4 separate regions of the Mus musculus genome follow, and regions 2, 3 and 4 are each linked to region 1. A link is a contact called in public Hi-C and HiCAR-type data. All regions are on one chromosome and are shown on one strand. The core of a region is the stretch at or near the end of the contact, and the rest is flanking DNA. Distances in the headings are between cores, read along the strand shown.

The links. Hi-C and Micro-C count contacts between places; a contact is called where the count stands out from the background. HiCAR-type assays count read pairs that join an accessible place to other places.
Region 2: a contact with region 1 is called in a HiCAR-type map of Th17 cells, with 4 times the contacts expected there. The contact joins two enhancer-like sites. A contact is called at or near these places in 1 of 484 Hi-C or Micro-C datasets (Th1 cells) and 1 of 115 datasets of contacts at active chromatin or transcription factors (Th17 cells).
Region 3: a contact with region 1 is called in a Hi-C map of uterus, with 3 times the contacts expected there. The contact joins two enhancer-like sites. A contact is called at or near these places in 1 of 39 promoter capture datasets (the C10 cell line) and 3 of 484 Hi-C or Micro-C datasets (the Ba/F3 cell line, embryonic stem cells and uterus).
Region 4: a contact with region 1 is called in a Hi-C map of B cells, with 1.7 times the contacts expected there. The contact joins two enhancer-like sites. A contact is called at or near these places in 7 of 484 Hi-C or Micro-C datasets (B cells, Th1 cells, Th2 cells and 2 more), 2 of 115 datasets of contacts at active chromatin or transcription factors (CD8 T cells and cardiomyocytes) and 1 of 9 other capture datasets (embryonic stem cells).

Annotation. Positions count from the first base shown.
Region 1 is chr8:114,971,689-114,974,557 of GRCm38.p6, forward strand. The region is part of intron 8 of Wwox (WW domain-containing oxidoreductase); the gene reads left to right. Among named protein-coding and RNA genes, the nearest start is that of Gm39257, 12 kb to the left of the region's middle. Within about 2 kb of position 1,588, at least 36 of the 459 cell types and tissues checked have an H3K27ac peak or open chromatin away from gene starts, as enhancers often do. A contact at or near this core is called in B cells, CD8 T cells, Th1 cells and 3 more, where this site is marked.
Region 2 is chr8:115,274,935-115,277,823 of GRCm38.p6, forward strand. The region is part of intron 8 of Wwox (WW domain-containing oxidoreductase); the gene reads left to right. Among named protein-coding and RNA genes, the nearest start is that of Gm39257, 320 kb to the left of the region's middle. Within about 2 kb of position 1,552, at least 51 of the 459 cell types and tissues checked have an H3K27ac peak or open chromatin away from gene starts, as enhancers often do. A contact at or near this core is called in Th1 cells and Th17 cells, where this site is marked.
Region 3 is chr8:114,640,046-114,642,844 of GRCm38.p6, forward strand. The region is part of intron 5 of Wwox (WW domain-containing oxidoreductase); the gene reads left to right. Among named protein-coding and RNA genes, the nearest start is that of Gm30554, 23 kb to the left of the region's middle. Within about 2 kb of position 1,381, at least 1 of the 459 cell types and tissues checked has an H3K27ac peak or open chromatin away from gene starts, as enhancers often do. A contact at or near this core is called in uterus, where this site is marked.
Region 4 is chr8:115,396,736-115,399,480 of GRCm38.p6, forward strand. No RefSeq gene overlaps it. Among named protein-coding and RNA genes, the nearest start is that of Gm39256, 250 kb to the right of the region's middle. Within about 2 kb of position 1,471, at least 79 of the 459 cell types and tissues checked have an H3K27ac peak or open chromatin away from gene starts, as enhancers often do. A contact at or near this core is called in B cells, CD8 T cells, Th1 cells and 1 more, where this site is marked.

The DNA of each region.
Region 1 (2,869 bases), core at 338-2,837:
ACAGATGTTCAATAAATACCGTGGGGGAAATAAGCTGAGTGAAGAAAATGAGAAGGCTCAGGTGTGTCATTTTTGACCGGGAGTATTCAAGACAGGGCTCTCAGGAAAGGCAGCATTTGAATGCAGGCCTGAAGGGAGTAATGTCACTGGCAGAGCATTCACCCAGAAGAAGCAGCCATCGAGTGCAAAGGCCCTCCGGCCAGAGCCTACACGGCACGCTTGAAGAGGAGGCAGCCGCAACCTAGTGGATGTGAGTGGGGGCTTAGAGGACGCCTGAGAGTTAGCATGCTGATGTGGGAAGCCTTCCTTCTAGAGAAGCTTCTAAAATTTGCTCCTTTTCCCCCAAAGAATGGGTCCCCCAAAGAGTGGATTGGCGAGAGGGGCAGTAACACGGACAGAAACAGAGACACCACACTAGAAAGCTAGGCAGCGATCCAACTTAATAAAAGACCTCAGAGCCAGCAAGGCCAAAGCGGTTCCTGTTCTGCTCCGGGTGACAAACCGTCTTAGAAATAACGATGGTAGGCACGCATGTAAAGACACTCAGAAGGACCCTTCTAATGATGCCAACGGCAAATGATTTGTTGAATGTATGTTCCCACCCCGCAAGGCCCTCAAGAAACAGCGAAACAGAGACAGGACTCAATTTCCCCCATGAGACTAACAGTGTGCATGTGTGTTCTCCCTAGATCTGCTCTCCTCTCCATCACCTGGCCAGTGTGGTCCTCATCTCTAGGCTCCCGCCTTGTGGATAACATCTCTGTAAAAACCTAGTAACTATAACTGTGGCCATAGCTAGCATCTCTCACAGTATCCATGCAGTCGGGCTAAATCACTGTGGCCATAGCTAGCATCTCTCACAGTATCCATGCAGACAGGCTGAACAGCAGCATACCCTCCCTGTCCCCTGACCCTCCATTCTCTGCCTCTGCCATGCTGGAATCACAGGAGCATGCTGCTGCACCCAGGTCTTTTTGTGGGTTCTGCAAGTCCACCTTGAGGTTCCCATACTTGCAAAGCAGACACTGGAGATGTATTGACCAAGACATCTCCCCACTGCCCCACTTTAATACATATTTCTTACACTAAGACAAACCTAAATTTGTGTTTTCTGACACCACAGCCTATGGTTTTGTTTGTTTGTTTGTTTATCTTTTTCTCTACCATTGCTCTGACTCTCCCCCGTCTGACATTATCTAGGACTTGCCACAATTTCAGGAATGCTCGGCTGTTTTGTTGTTGTTGTTGTTGTTGTTTGTTTTGTTTTGTAGCATGGAATGGGGACTGTCCTCAGTCACTGGCTGGGTCATGGACAGCAAACATTTGGCCCTCAGAGTGACATTCCTACCAAGTTTCCAACAATGGTGTCGGCCTGGTACGCCTGTCCTTCCTTGGTGTGAGCAGAAGTTTTATGACTGTGTGTTTATGGGAAAGTGCTGTTACTATTCTTAGACTGGCTGCTCTCACTTATTCATAGCCCCACTCTGCTGGTGGGCGGGAACGAGAAGTTATAATAGCAGCGCAGGTGCCTCTCATTGTCTTCCGTTCCTCACTGGATCGTGTTTATTAAGAAGGAAATCACAGTGGTGTGTCTGGAACTGCGTCTGAACAAATAACCCACAGGGAGGAGTCCCCGGAAGGTGGGCAGGAGGCAGCACACCAAGAGAGGCAAAAACAAGCCCGTGCTAATTGGGATCAGGCAGTGCTTTGCATGAGAATCAAGAACAAGAGCTCGGCTGCCACGTAATTACTGGCCTCAACCTTTGTTGGCATACTTCTTCACATAATTCTACAGGAGAGCGGCAATTTGAATTTAACACACTTTTTTTTTTCCTTCTGGGTTTTTAAAGGAATTTGAAAACAGAATTGCACGAGTACAGGGATGAAGAGAGGTCTTTGCTAAATGTTCAGGTTGCTTATAAATATATCGCTACACACACACACACACACACACACACATACACCGAGAGAGAGGGGACGAGGGAGAGGGAGAGAGAAAGAGTGCACACACTACCACCACCACTCTTTGGACAACTATCTCACTTGGTGATGTTTGGTTCCTTGGACAAAGCTCTTCTGACTCATTCAGATGAAAGGCAGGAGACTTAATTCAGTAGAGATTGGGAACTGCCAGCTCTTGGAGTCCACATCATCATAATCTTGTGGCAGTTTTCTAGCCAGATCCTTGAGAGACTTATGGATGTGTGTCTCTACATGTGGGTGTGGTGTTTACACAAAAGGCAACCCTTGGCCCATGTCATCGCTTTGGTCATGAGGCACCCTGAAGGGATATCGCAAATCCCTTTACAGAACCATGCAGCAAGTGTACCTCTTCATTCATCAGTCACTGCCATATCAAAGATAAACCAGACGTCACCCATGGCTCTGATACTCATGGTCCCGCACCACAGACAGAGCCATGTACAGAGGACTGGAACACCAGGGTCACTTGCTATGGTTTCCCAGGGCAATAGAGAGGAAGAAAACAGTCCATTCAAATAGGGGAGGGGGCACAAGGTAGTGCCCAAGTAGGCACCACCTCAGAGGACGCTGAGGGGGTAAATAAATTAATCTTCCAACAATAGAAGGATTGGAAAGACCACAGACAAACTTGGGACACATCAGGACAGAAACACATTTGGGGGGGAGCTTAAGGCCAGCCATGGCTAACATGTTGAGTTGGTCCAGGGGCTACTGAGAAGACAGGCAAGCTAGACAGAAAGGAGTAGACATCAAAGCCCACATCACGGGTACAGGAGGAGAAGGGGAGACATGCTCAGAGCTCCCACCATCAAACGTGGCCCTATTTTTAGAAGGGTCTGACTCCTGAAATACCTTAGTTCCTCCTACCTCCCTGGCTCCTCGTCTC
Region 2 (2,889 bases), core at 302-2,801, 300 kb after region 1:
ATCTTGCCTGCACCTCTTATCTAGGAAACTTAAGCTTTCAGGATGAGTGATATGGAGAACATGACATCTACTTGTGTCATTAGATGGATGTCAATACTTTTGACCGAGGGGACAGGTTGCAACACACCAGTCTGAAAATGAACAGACTCATAGTTATCCAGAAACACTTCTTGTTACTCAAATGGTTTCCACATAGGAGGTCTCTGTGGCCTTTTCTTTCAATGTCCCTACTAGGAAGGGTGCTTGGGTCCTGGGTTTGAAATAGAGCTGGTTAGATCTCCCACTTTCTACAAGAGAAAATCAAAACCAAACGAATTTTACAAAGCGAACACAGGTCTTTGACCTGCTGGCATAAATCTTTGGTTGGAGGAAACAAGCACTTTCAAAATTCTCATTTTCATCAGAAAGAAGTTTTACCTGATCGTTTGAACTCTAAAAGACTCTAAATTTAAAACATCCCACCTGCTCATCCCACCCCCAACCCCCACCCCTGCACAAACAAACCCCGTTTGTTCTTCTTCCTCAAACCCCGCCCCCTGCTCTCAAGCAGAAAAGCCCGGATCACTCCTTGTCTCCATGTTTCTGAAAAGCCACCCAAAAGTGACCATGGTCACCACCCACCCCACACCCAAGACCAATAAAACTCCCTTGCTTTAGCCTGGGCATGTGACTCCATTGACCTCTACCCATGAATCAGTGAATCCATCTGAGAGCTGCCTCTCAATAAACCCGCCCTCATACTCTTGATGTGGCTTGAATTGGCTCGTTACATTGGGAGAGAAACCTGAAAGTTAACCTTTGCTCCTGAACTGGTGGATTCTGGGAGGGATGGTTGTTATTTTCAGCCGTGCACCCCTTTGTTGAGCCTGCCAGGCTCCAGTGGATAACTCCAAACCCGTGGTCATTGGAGAAGGCCTTGGTTAAAAATCAGCGGTGGCTCAGGAATTGTGCAGAAGAGTTTTGTTAGGAAGAGGGGCCATTGGCAGAGGTGGGAAACAGCTAAGAGGGGGGGGGGGGGGGGAGGAATGAATATCCAGAGTACACTGTATAGACATGTATGGAATTACCCAAACAAAATCAATTAATGGTAAATGTTTTCTGCTGTGCCTGTCTAGACAGAAGGGCAAAAGGGTCTCAGGGCACTTGGGTTGTCTTGAGTGACGGGGAAGAAGTGGCCACATGGCACTGTCCCACTTCCTGAAGAATGGCAAGGATGGGCCACCACTCATTCCACAAATGCGTAGAGTCCTCGAGAGGCCAGGATCTAGACAGGCTCACCACAGCTGAGAGGACAGATCAGCTGCGTCCTGGATCCTCTCACTGCTTCCATTTGGAGGAGGCACAGGAGAAAGGCAAGGAAATCACAGGGTTATAAAATGACTTCTAGAAAGTGATACCTTCCTGTGTCTCTGGGCATGAAACACAGGCTAGAGAGATTTAAAAAAAAAAAAAAGAAGTTGGGTGGAAACGGTTTCAGTGGTATTGCAGAGCTAGTGGTACCAGCAAAAGCCCATTGTGCCATGTCCTGTGGGCAGTGACATCATGGGTGGTAGCCTGAGTTTAGCCACAGGGCTAGTATTGTTACCAGGGAAACTGGCCCCTCCCTGCTGCAGCCGACCTAACACTGAACAGAAAACCAGGAAGAAAGTTGTTTACTGGAAAGAATTTTCATTTTGAGTTTCAATATAAAATCAGAGGCTCTGTGTGTGTGTGTGTGTGTGTGTGTGTGTGTGTGTGTGTGTGTGTGTGTGTTTGTGTGTGTTTGTGTGTGTGTGTATGTGTGTGTCTTCTTTGAATCGGCTTATCATGAACCATTTCTCAAGTTACTATTCATTTTTTTAGTATTTGCTTACTCTTTTAGTTATTCTTACATGTGCATGCTTTTGCACGTATGTGCATGTTTACATGTGTATGCTGCTCTGTGTGTGGATGGTCTTGGAAACCAGCAGAGGGTGTTGGATCCTTTGGAGCTGAAGTCACAGGTGGTTGTGAGCCACCCAGCATGGGTGCTGGGAACCAAACCAAGTCTTTCAAAGGAATGGCAACTGCTCCTCCCAACTGAGCCATCACTCCAGCCCCCACTAGATTATTCCTTTTGTTTTTAAGAAAGGCAAGCCATATCTTACATCCTGTTTCTGTTGTTTGTGTGGGTGTTATTGCTTTTGATGTTTTAGAGACAGGATTTATCCTCTAAGCAGCCCAAGCTAGGTATGGACTTACTTTGTAACCCAGGCTATCCTTGAACTTAATCTACAATACTGGTTCCTAGCTCCACCTTCTGAGTGCTGGAACTATAGGCATGTGCTACCATGCCATGCTTAGTCCTTGCTCCCTCCTTCCTTCCCTCCCTCCCTCCCTCCCTCCCTCCCTCCCTCCCTCCCTCCCTTCCTTCCTTCTTTCCTGCCCTCTCTCTCCCTCCCTCCCTCCCCCTCTGTCTCTGTCTCTGTCTCTCTCCTGTGGGTGTATATGTGTGTCCATGCATCTGTGTCTTACTGTGCAGCCCAAGCCACCTCAAATTTCCAATCCTCCTGCCTCAGCCTCCTGAGTGCTGGCATCGCTCCACTCCTGGCTCTCAAATGGCTATTTTTTTTCCCCACAGCATTTTTAGAAACACAAAGGAGAAGGCTGATTTTTTTTTTTTTAAATCTGGCCTGCTCTTCAACGTTAAGTGCACTGATTCAAGTGGCTGCAGATTTTATGGCTTCTCCCCAGAACAGGAGCTCCCCCTTTCCATTCTCCTCAGGCTCACCCATAAAGCTTTTCTGTTTTTTGGGGGGGGGTGTGTGGGAGGGGGAAAATTCCCAAAAATCTGTCTGGTATATATTACAAAAACTATTACCACCTAACACATTTCACGTATTTAAATTATTTGTTCTATTAAAACGTCAG
Region 3 (2,799 bases), core at 131-2,630, 330 kb before region 1:
CTGATGGTAGTTTTAATAATAACGGTTAATCATGGCTATTGACCACAGTGAACTATGTCGCATGTGTGTGCAGGCGTAAGGGAGGTGCGTGAGGAGCTGAGAGGATTACTCTAAAAGTCCTGGTCTGTCACTCTTTGGTAAGAATGGAGTCCCTTACTGAACCTAGAGTCCATTGTGGCTTTGCCAGCCTGGCTGGACAGTGAGCTCCAGCAGTCCTTCTTAGTTAGAGGCATGTGCAGCCATGCTCCGCTTTTGCCTGTGTCCTGGAGACTGGACCTTAGGTCCTTACACTAGCTCGTGGAGGAAGTGCTCTTAGCCACTCAAGCATTTTTCTCAGTTCCCATTGTTGGGTTCTATTGAGACAGGGTCTCACCAAGCCTAAGCTGGCCCTGAACTCTCTATGTAGCCAAGGAGAGCATGGACTTGAACTCCTGACTCTCCTGTCCCTATCTCCCAAGTGCTGGGATTACAGGTGTGTGCCACCACACTCAGCAAGAACTCCCATTCACTGGGTGCTTTTTTGAAATTTAAACAATTCACCTCAAAGGTCCTGCTAGGTTTCTTATCCTCGTTTTAGATGAAGAGACCGAGATTTAGAAAGTTGAAATTGCTTTGTGTGACACAACCCGTCAGCTATAGAGTCAGATGCCAGCTTAGTGAGTCTCCAGTGCCCGTGCTCTTAACGCTACGATCATAAACCATAGTAATTGTTCAGAGCCTGTATCAGACATGGTGCTCCAAAGGAACAGGACTTATGGAATTAATACAGATTAAAAGGGAATTTATTAGATTGGCTTACATGATGCAGTCTGGTTAGTCTAACAGTGGCTGGAGGGACCATGAACCTGAAAGCTACTCAGACCCCAAGCCTGGATGCCCCTGCAGTCACAAGCTTGGAGGAATCTTGGAGACCCACTGGTCTCCAGTCATCATGGGAAGCCTGAAGAAACTGGATTCCAACATCATCAAACCAAGGTAGCAGCAGGACCAACAGCACCAGCTGCTGCTGCAACAGGGTGACCAGTTTGTCAGGAGTGGATGATGTCATTAGCAAGACAGGAAGGCAAATAAGCTAAAGCAAAGCTCCCCACCTGGGACGTCCTCTCTCCCAGGTGTCACGGGAAGTTGCTACCCACATTTAGACTTGGCCATTCTGGTTCATATAGCCCGACCAAGAAGTTCCCCAGCAGTTACGTTTGTCTGCCTAACTTTGAGTTGATCCTGATCCAGTCAAGACAACCGACATTAGCTATCACAGAACCCTTATACAAATAGTTCACAAACCCTGTTTTCAAGCGAGTTTCCTCGCCTGGGTATTAGAACACCACACTTTCCTAGGCTGGGTGTCAGAGTTTTACAAGCTCGTTTTCAGGCGTAAACAGAAACCAGAACCCTAGGAAGCATTATAACTCTGGGTCGCAGCATCGTCCATTCTGATCTGATAGTTTGTTTCGAGCATGCCGAGAGAATGTAAGATTTACTCGCAACAGTCTCCACCCATCTGAAATAGTTCAGCGTCTCATATTTATAGAATTTGTCTGCTGGAAGACATGTGCATATACCCGCAGACACGTGCTCATCTTAAATGACACTAATGGGAATGTAGCGACCCTCCCTTGCAGCCCTCCGGAATACATATTTCATGAGTTGGAGGCAGGCGGCTTGCCTGTGCATGTGAGTTTATTGGCGCATTAGTGACAAATGGCTACTCTGTACAATTGTCACCTAAAGTTCTGGCTTAAGTTATCTGGAGTCTGGTTTTATTGAAGATGAATCCGGATGTAAATGATGAGTGTGATAATGGGATTCCAGTTAAACGTACAGCAAGGCGCTGGACAGACCACAGCACAAAGGGTATTATCGTACCTTCATCTGTTTTCCTTTAGAAGCCTGGCATGATCCAGTGTAGTAAATATTTCATGTACTTTGCATATCAGTCCGAGTTCCCTCCGTGAGGTCAGGTAAATGGAATGTAAATCCCACGCTGTATGTACTCCAAACAGTAAAATGGTGTTATTTGATGTTCCACAGCATAAACATGCAGATTTGATTCCCCCCTTTACTCGTGCTGTAAAAACAAAGTTTTTAAAGTGGTTATCCATACCTGGGAATGTAAATGCATCCGCCTAATGTAATGCCAAAGAAAAATTAAGACAAATGATACCACACGGCTGCCACAAACTGCGGCTCGTTCAAAATTCACTTTAGTTATTATGCTGTGAGTGCGGGCTCTCACCCTCCTCTGTGAACACACAGTTTATGTTGAATGCAACATGAATCATTTTAATAGACCAAGCAAAAAGTCCCCAAAGTCGATTTTCAAATTATGAACCTTGGAACAGAATATAACAACAGCGAACAACAAATAGTTGAGACTTTCGCTCTGAGCTCTGGGTGAGCCATTAAAGATACAGGGAGCTCTTTTGCTGGGATGCTGCACACAGTTCTTAGCCCAGTGGCAGAAAGGACAGGAATTGGAGCTTTGCGGTTCGGGTTTTCCAGCCACCGTTCTGTTCAATTAGTTCTGCATTTGTGTGATCAAGATGTTCCCAAACACAGCATAGAGTTGTATATTCTTCAGAACTAATTGTACGTATTATAAAGCCAAGAAATACCTTAAATGACTTGACTCCAGCAGAGGGGGGACGCGCAACAATATATTTTTTTAAATAGCTAACTAAACAAAATGTTAACTCATATGGGAGACATTTCCAGGGATCTCTAACCACCAACCTGGAAAGTGGGGAAACCCCACACCTTTAAAACTAACCCATGTGACTGGAGAGATAGCTCAGCAAT
Region 4 (2,745 bases), core at 221-2,720, 420 kb after region 1:
TCTTTTACCTCTTTTTCTTCCTAGTAAATAAGAGCTACCTAAGACTTCTCAGGACTGTGATACTTAAAGGAAATAAAAAAGCCCTTGAAGCATTTGGTTGATACATTATTTTCCTACCTTTCTGTCGTTCTCTTGCCCAAATCTTTATGGAAAGTCTCTTTACTTTCCTCTCATTGTGGAGCCTGTCACAATTTTGGATTCTTAGTCTCAAGTGCCCACAGTAACTGATCACTGCCCTAGTTGTCCAGGTGCTTGCCTGTATCAGTACCAAATTAATGCTACTCAAATTAATTCCAACGGTGGTGCTACTCACCCCAGTGTTCTGGGTTCTGGAATGGAATCTGTGCACACACACACACACACACACACACACACAGCCTTTATATTTTGGTAAGCCTAAATAGCTCAATGATCGGGTCACTTTCTAACCTCCTTGTGGCTATTCTACCCCCTTTGATATCCCTGAGTTATTACTTACTAAAAATCTATATTTCATCTTTGCTGCCCTAGACCCAGACTAGTAGCCTTCTTGGGCCATGATCCCTTGGCTCCTACATGTCAGCTATACTCTCTGTCCTGCACTTCTTAGGCATGGTGTCTTGGTTCTCCTTCTCCCAGCTTGGTGGATCTCTCCCTCCCTTCCTCCTTCCTCTGTCCCTTGTCTGGGAATCCTAAAAGTCCCACCTCTGTCTTTCTGCCCAACCATTGCCCACTGACAACTTTATTTACCAATCAAAATCAACTGGGGGCAGGGTTTCCTCAGTGTCTTACGAGTGGATATGCTGACTCTTGTATACATTTTGGGGACCCAGATTAACATAATCCAAACAACATTGGACCAAACCTATAATACTTGCCTTACAGTGTAGAATCAGAACTCACAATGGGATAGGAGACAGGAGCAGGACTGGGCTTAGTCTGGTGATAGAATGAATGGCTTCTAACAGCAGTGGCCCAGTGATTCTTGGCACCTGAAGGAGTCGTGCCTCTTCCTTATCTTGTCCCCTATACTCAATCATTCGAACTTGATTTTGTTCTGTCCTACAGGTAGGTTCTTATGGCACGGAGCCCTTGTGAGGGACCCCTGGCAGTTCTCATGGAGAGCCTCTCTTCCTACCTGTTTCTCTTTCATCATAAGTGGCAATGAAACGGGAGGTGAGGGGGTGGGGCTGAAAACCCAGCTACCACCCCAAGTGAGCCAAAATCCTACTTTGTCTACCAGTCTCCTTGTCTTTTGTTCTCCCCCTCCTCAATCTAAGAGCAAGTTGTGATGAAATGACAACCCGAGGTTCCCCCATGTAGAAATAAGGTCATGGGGTGGGGGGTGGGGGAGAGAATATGGCCATTTTGAAACCCCAGTGAACTTCGGGGGCTAGAATGGAATGAGACTCACTCTAGATTTGCCTCATCTTCCTTCTCTGTGGCCTGTGACTTGAAGGCTGGGGGCTGTCCCTGCCTCTCAGACTTCCTCTCATGCAAATTGCCCCTGTAGGGTGTGGGGCAGCCACATAAGAAGGGAAGTGGAGGGATGTGACCACCTCAGACCTCCAGGGACCTAGTTTCTATTTTGTAAGGCAACCTCTGAAGAAATTCTGCCCGAGCTGATGCCTGTGCCAAGGGCTTGCTGGGTTCTAGTACCATCTTAAATCCAGAAACGAAACTTGAGAGATACGCCCAACCTCACCAATTTTCTCAAGTGGAGAGCAAATGCACTGCTCCAAGGGGCTCGTGGATGCCTACAACCCACCATGTCTCTCCAGTATTGTAAACTCAATGGAGACTCAAAACCACAGAAATATGGAGACCAGGGGATGACTGAGCAGTCAGGATAGAAAGGCTTGAGGAAGCCCTTGGAAAGAAGGACTCTTCCTGAGCCAGGTCACACTGTGTGCCCTTGAGGGCTCCCAGGAACTTTTTCTTGTGTTGATTGGCGTTAGAAAGAAAGGGTGTGTAACATAGTTCTTGAAAGCAAGGAGGATCAGGGGAGGCCTTCTAGCCAGGATATCTGCTCAGGACAGAGAAGAAAGTACAGGATAGAACAAGAACAGAAGAGAGATACATACGTATTCTGATTCCTACAGCCTTGGGGGGGGCAACCAGTACCTATGTTGGGGTCTTAGTTTCCTTTTCTAAAAGGAAGGGGGCTGGGAATTTAGCATCACTCCTGCCAGTCTTTTGTAGACCAGCCCCGGAGGGAAGGGTTTTACTACAGGCCTTCCATTGCATCAGGTGGGCGTTGGCTTCCTCTGGGCATAATTCTAAATTTACGTGCAGGAGCTCCATAGCTCAACCAGCTCTCAAGAACCAATGTATTCGTGATGGAGAAAAGAGAAACAGGAAAAGAGTTCTCGGTGGCTTGGAAGGCGACCTTCTGCTATTCATTAGTGACCCCAAAGAGTATGACTTGGAAGGTTCCAGATCAGTCCCACCCCTATCAGCTCCCTACACACATGCATACACACACACACACACACACACACACACACACACACACACACACATACTGGGATGGGAGCTAGGCAGTGAAGGGAAAATCCTATCAGAGCCCCAGGTGCTTGCTTTTCCACTTAGAAATATGGGAGTAGAGACGTCAGAAGACCAATAGTCTCAACAGCAACTGTCCCATGACATTTCTACGATACCATCCCGCAGGCACATAAATACCTTTAAATCTCAGAGTTTGTAAGCAAGCTGCTCTGATGCAACAGAAGTGTCCAGTCACTCTGTACATGTCAGCCAACCATC